Linked DNA regions of Ovis aries: region 1 is linked to region 2. A link is a contact called in public Hi-C data. All regions are on one chromosome and are shown on one strand. Each heading gives the region's core, a stretch centred on a gene start, on an enhancer-like site or on the middle of the called end of the contact. The rest is flanking DNA. Distances are from core to core; before and after follow the strand shown.

Evidence for each region. A called contact is a pair of places that touch in the nucleus more often than the background predicts.
Region 1: a Hi-C map of mixed tissues shows a contact between it and region 2, with 5 times the contacts expected there. The contact joins the enhancer-like site here to the promoter of KCNMA1 in region 2. A contact is called at or near these places in 2 of 16 Hi-C or Micro-C datasets (liver and mixed tissues).

What each region holds. Positions count from the first base shown.
Region 1 is chr25:32,633,146-32,636,071 of ARS-UI_Ramb_v3.0, reverse strand. No RefSeq gene overlaps it. Among named protein-coding and RNA genes, the nearest start is that of KCNMA1, 54 kb to the right of the region's middle. Within about 2 kb of position 1,276, at least 4 of the 54 cell types and tissues checked have an H3K27ac peak or open chromatin away from gene starts, as enhancers often do.
Region 2 is chr25:32,579,028-32,581,937 of ARS-UI_Ramb_v3.0, reverse strand. KCNMA1 (potassium calcium-activated channel subfamily M alpha 1) reads left to right here and starts at 1,533. Exons shown (of 27, transcript NM_001303455.1): 1 at 1,533-1,736. The coding sequence starts at 1,554.

The sequences.
Region 1 (2,926 bases), core at 27-2,526, 54 kb before region 2:
CCCTCAGTGTCTGGTAGATTATCATGCTAGGAAGTGTTGATGAATGGGACCCATCATCCTTGGGCTTATTTAGGTTGCAGAGGTGGCCACTCCTTGAGCTTAGGGTCAAATGCAACTCCTTAGTGCATTATGGGTGGCATGAAACAGATGGGAAGAAAACGAATGGCCCTTATACACTATCAGTTCAGTTCAGTTCAGCCGCTCAGTCGTGTCCAACTCTTTGTGACCCCATGAATCGCAGCACATCAGGCCTCCCTGTCCATCACCAACTCCCAGAGTTTACCCAGACCCATGTCCATCGAGTCGGTGATGCCATCCAGCCATCTCATCCTTTGTCGTCCCCTTCTCCTCCTGCCCCTAATCCCTCCCAGCATTAGGGTCTTTTCCAATGAGTCACCTCTTTGCATGAGGTGGCCAAAGTACTGGAGTTTCAGCTCCAACATCAGTCCTTCCAATGAACACTTTAGGATGGACTGGTTGGATCTTCTTGCAGCCCAAGGGACTCTCAAGAGTCTTCTCCAACACCACAGTTCAAAAGCATCAATTCTTCGGTGCTCAGCTTTCTTCTGTACTGGTGTGAAAATTCTGTATCTTTTAAGAAACCTGAAACATTGCAGTCTGGCTCTGTATAAGAGCTCTTTAATCAATAAACCAGACAAACCAAAAGTTTATAATTGCCAGAGCTTATCGAGGTACTTTGTGGTGATATCAGCAACAGTTGAAGTTGGGAAGCTTAGAGGCAGGTCCCAAAGGGCAGTGACAGCCAGAGCCCTGGGGTCCTCTGGGGAGCTGTCTGGGCATGGTGGGGACCCACAGCAGCCCAGCAAGCCCGCCAAACTGACTGCCCGGCTTCAATCCCAGCTTGGTTACACCGGCTGTGCGCCCTGGGCAACCTGCCCCGCCTCTCTGTGACAAAGTTTACTGTTTACCATCAGATCAGATCTGTCTCCGGAGCAGACTAGTTCATGAGGAAATATGCCCCCTTTCCTGTCTGTCCCTTGCCTCACCACCTCTGCTTCTCGTGGTAGAGTCGACCCTTCTCCTGCGGACCCAGGAACTGAACCAGGGTCTCCTGCATTGCAGGTGGATTCTTTACCAACTGAGCTATCAGGGAAGCCCGTAATCAAGAGAGCACTGTGTTTTTAAGATGGGAGGGGACCTGGTTTCTGGATCCTGATTGTCATCTATCAGCTCTGTGAACCTCTTGGGCCCAGGGTCTTCTGTTAAATAAGACAGTTGCACTAAGGCGATTGCTCAGGATCATCCAGCTCTAGATGGATTGTCGTGCCATCTCCTCCCCCATCGCTGACTCAGAGCTGACCATTCATCAGCCTCTTGAAGAGGAGGGCAAGGGGAGCCCCCATCGGCTGTGGTTGAGGGAGGCTCAAGAGTACCAGGCTCCACATTACATCATTGAGATGCGATGCCTGCTGCTCAGCTTGTGAGTCCCACCTCCCCACCTGGCCGCTGCTGATGCAGAGGGTCTGAATGTTCCTAATGGCGTAGGTGATGAATGCTCCTTGGGTGTCCGGTGTGGCCTCAGGAGATCTTGTCCAGTTGCCAGTTAAGCAACATTTCAGCAAAATGGAGACTGGCCTCTTGCTTGTCTTGCATACCTTGGGGAGTAGGGTGCGGGGGCTGGGAGCATGTGACCCCTCAAGCCGCCAACCAAGGATTCCGGTTCCTAAGACCTCTGGAACCTGTCCTGTCAGGGACCCAAGTCTTCAGTTTTTCTCCAGTACTATGAGCTTCCCTATCTCCAAATCATTTCTTTCTTAAAAAAAAAAAAAAATTGCTTTGGTGAGCTAGAGTCAGTTTCTGTTTCTTAGAATCAAAGAGCCCACTGACGCTGGATGGGAAGGATTTGGTCAGATGACTCATGGGTCTCTTGAGCCCGGCACATGTTGAATGAGTGAGTCAATAAATGACAGATTGATGGAATGAAACCAGCTCCCCTCTAGTCTGAGCTCCGGGAGAAAGTAAAATTAGGGCGGGGGGGAAAAAAGGAGGTGAGGAATGTGACTCCATGCGAATTTCAACCACACTGAGAAGCTTGTTGCTTGAACACCAGGAAACCTGCCCCAGCGAGAGCTTTGTTGACTGGTCGGTGACCTTAGGAAAGTCATGTCACCTCCCTCGATCCCATTTTTCTCTCTCAAAAGAAAAGGATTATTCTATGCTCTTTGCTCATCCCTCTTCTGTAGCTAAATGAAAATGCACGCATGAATAACAGCAGGCTTGGGGCAGACCGCGCGGAGTGCTTCCTGTTGGGCTGTGAGCGATGTGAGGAAGCCGTTTCCATCTTGGTAATTGGGGCCAGATGCTTCAGTGCAGACCCTGCTGACTCATCAACAGCTCTGCCTTCCTCCAGGCTGGGCTGGGGTCAGTTCTGAGCTGGTACCATCTGCCTTCACAGAAGCGCCTTGCCAGGGTGGTGCAGAGGAGGGCGGCGGAGGAACACATATTTAGGGAGAGCACAGAGAGATTCTGAAGGATGGGGGAGTTTTTCTAGCTGGTGTGAAGATTTACTGGAAATAAATCACAATTTCTAAGAAGAAATTGGATAAATGAGTGTCTACACATGGAATTCAGAAGGGCTATGAATCGCATATGCGTTTGCAACAGGAAATGTTTCGCAGCGCCCTTGCACGTTTCCTGGCTCTTTGGGGGCTGTCTCAGGGCTGCCGGCCAGTACTGAGGTTTGGGAAAGCGGGCTAACGGCTCTCTTAACCTCGTGTCTTTTGGTGCTTTCTGCTTCTCCCACCTTCTGTTTGCCTCTGTCATACTTGCTGGTCCCCCATTCTTCCAGTTTCAGCCTCTTGTTTCTGCATGCTGCCTTCTCTGCAAGAACCCATTTTGGTGGCAAATGCCTGACACTCAACCATAGCAACTTGGGGACACAGAGAGACTCTATTGGCTCTTGAAG
Region 2 (2,910 bases), core at 284-2,783:
TAGGCAGCCTCTGTCGCTTAACAAGGAAAAGGCCACAAACAACAAACAAGCAAAAACTACCACCTGCTGTCAAAGGGCACAGGCCAGCGCCAGGCCGGCAGGGGGACCGGGGCACCTAAGAAGGCGACAGGGAGAGCCTGTCGCCTCGACAGGGAGGCATGGATAGGGGTCGGTCGAGGGTGTGTATCCTGGAGAAGGGTCCGCCTCACTCCCGAAGCCCGAGCATCTTGGGGCGTCCGGCCTGTGCAATCAACAGCTGGTTACTTCTCCCCTCCCCACCGGGGTCTGCTTTGGGGAAATCGGCCTGCCACGGGCGCCCGACGGTCCTCCTAGGGCGCTCCAGGGCGCTCGGCTGGGGGCGCAGCACCTTGGAGAGAGGTGTCGGGTCCTGCGCCTGGGTTTGGGGCTCTGTACCCTTCGCACTGGGACTCAGGGGTGCGTGCCAGGCCGCCGCCAAGGGGTCTGCCGGCCCCCTGCCCAGCCCGGAGCTGAGGCGAGCCAGCCTGGCGAGCCTCCTCCCCTCCCGCCTCGGGCGGCCTGAGCCCGCGCCGGCTCCAGTTGCTGCAGCTGCTGTTGCTGGCGGCCGCGGGGAGCGCGCAGAAGAGGCTCGGGAGGCGAGGACGGGGACGAGGAGGAGCCTGAGCAAGCGGAGAGGAAGATCGAACGAAGGCCGAGGAGGCTCAGTGGCGTGGCGACGCGGCTCGGGGATCCCGGGAGCACGGGCTAGCGGCGTCGGCGGCGGGCCAGGCGCGGTGAACCTGCCGCGGCCCGACGCACACCGGGGCGGAGAGCGGGAGCCGAGCGCAGCCGGGAGAGGAGGGGCTGGCGCGGGGGTGCCCGAGAGGGGGCTGATGAGACGTTATTAACGAGTCGCCGCCTAATAAGCCCAGAGCGGCGGGCTAGCTGCCCGAGCGGCGTGCGGGGAGGGGGCCCGGGCCGGAGCGCGGCGCACACGCGTGGCGCACGGCGGGCGGCGCGGCGCGGAGCCGAGGGCACCCGGGCGGGCGCGCAGAGCCGGGGCGGGCCCGGGGGCGGCGCAGACCCCGGGCGCCGGCGGCCCGCGGCGCCCCCTCGCTCTCGGCGCTCGGGGCCGGCGCAGCCCGGGACGAGCGGGGCGCGGGCCTGGGAGGGGATCTGCCCGCGCGCTCCGTCCCCCTCCCCCCCGGACGGGCGGGCGGCCGGGGGGAGGGCGGGCGGCGGCGGCGGCCCGCTGTATATATCTCGGCGCACCCCGCCAGGTCGCGCACAGCGCCCCGAGCCCAGGCGCCTCCCCGCCCCCTTCTCGCGCTCCGCGGCGGCAGCAGCAGCAGCAATATGGCTGTTGAGGGGTGTTCGGGGCGGTGCCGGCGGCGGGAGGCGCTCCCCCGAGCCCCTGCGCCGGCTGCCCGTTGCTAGCTATGGCAAATGGTGGCGGCGGCGGCGGCGGCGGCGGCGGAGGCAGCAGTCTTAGAATGAGCAGCAATATCCACGCGAACCATCTCAGCCTAGACGCGTCCTCCTCCTCCTCCTCTTCCTCCTCCTCCTCGTCCTCGTCCTCGGTCCACGAGCCCAAGATGGATGCGCTCATCATCCCGGTGACTATGGAGGTGCCGTGCGACAGCCGGGGCCAGCGCATGTGGTGGGCTTTCCTCGCCTCCTCCATGGTGACTTTCTTCGGCGGCCTCTTCATCATCTTGCTCTGGAGGACGCTCAAGTACCTGTGGACCGTTTGCTGCCACTGCGGGGGCAAAACGAAGGTAACGCGCGCCCCGGGCGCCTCCTCCCTGCGCCAGCCCCGCCGCTTCTCGGCGTCCCCTGCAGCCCACCTCCTTGCCCCTCGGCGCGCCGTGCCTCCCTCCATCCTTGCCTGCCTGCCCCTCGCCGTCTTCCCTTCCCTCCGCTCTCCCGGCGCCCGCCAACTGGGGCAGCGGCCGGCGCACCGAGGGTGAGGAATTGCCCCCCAACGGATGCGCTCCGGGACGCGGACGCCCCATCCCGACCTTTTAATTTATTATAGGGTTGTTTGCGGCAGCGGCTGGGGCCGAGACGGGGGACGCGCGCCGCTCGGGGCCGGTGGTGCGGAGTTAGGGAGAGCCCACCGGGCGGGCACCGAACAAGCTGGGGGCCGTGGGTGAGCTTTCCGCGCGGCTCACCTGCCTGGGCTGGGCTCCTTGTGGTGGGCGAGAGGGAGCACGTCAACTCACACTTTAGAAACCTGTTGGGGAGGTGGAATCAGAAAAGGAAAATCCTACAGGCAAGGGAGGACCTCTTTTGGAACTAGGGAATCCCAAGGGAGGAACATGACCAGAGGGCGTGGGGCACCTGGAGGGGCGAGAGAAAGTTGGGGAGTAGCATCCCACTTTTAGAGGCAATCCGCGGAGGCTGCCGCTTTAGGAATGCAGCGAGGTGGCAAGCCTGACATCCCCTCCCTCTGTGACTCTTAGATATTCTCCTGGAACTGACCCCCGCTCCACGTTCTTCGGCATCTGTGTTCTCGCCCCCAGGCCACCGCCTTTAGGTCCGCGAAAATGCCACCGCCAGCGTGGCACTGGAGCGGGAGGTGGACCACCGAGAGCCGGCCAAGGCCGCGGTTCTCACGCGAGCCTCCTCCCCGACGTTGTTGAGGTGGCTGGATGTCGGCTATTCCTGGCGCAGAGACGCCCACCAGCACCCAGGCTCACTACACCTTATGCACGGTTGCTAGGCTGAATGCCTGGTCTGTCGCGTCGTGTCCCTAGAGATGTCCTCTCTCCACCCCACCCCCCCATCCCCCGCACTGGCTGAAGGTGCGGGGGGGGCAGCTTTTCATAGAAAACTGCAGAATAAAAAAAGAACTGGGAAAAAAAAAGAGTGACCGAGCTGCTTTCTGTTTAGACCACGTTTTAATCTAGGGGTCTAACCAGTGCTAGCGTGTTCAGAGGGACCCGGGAT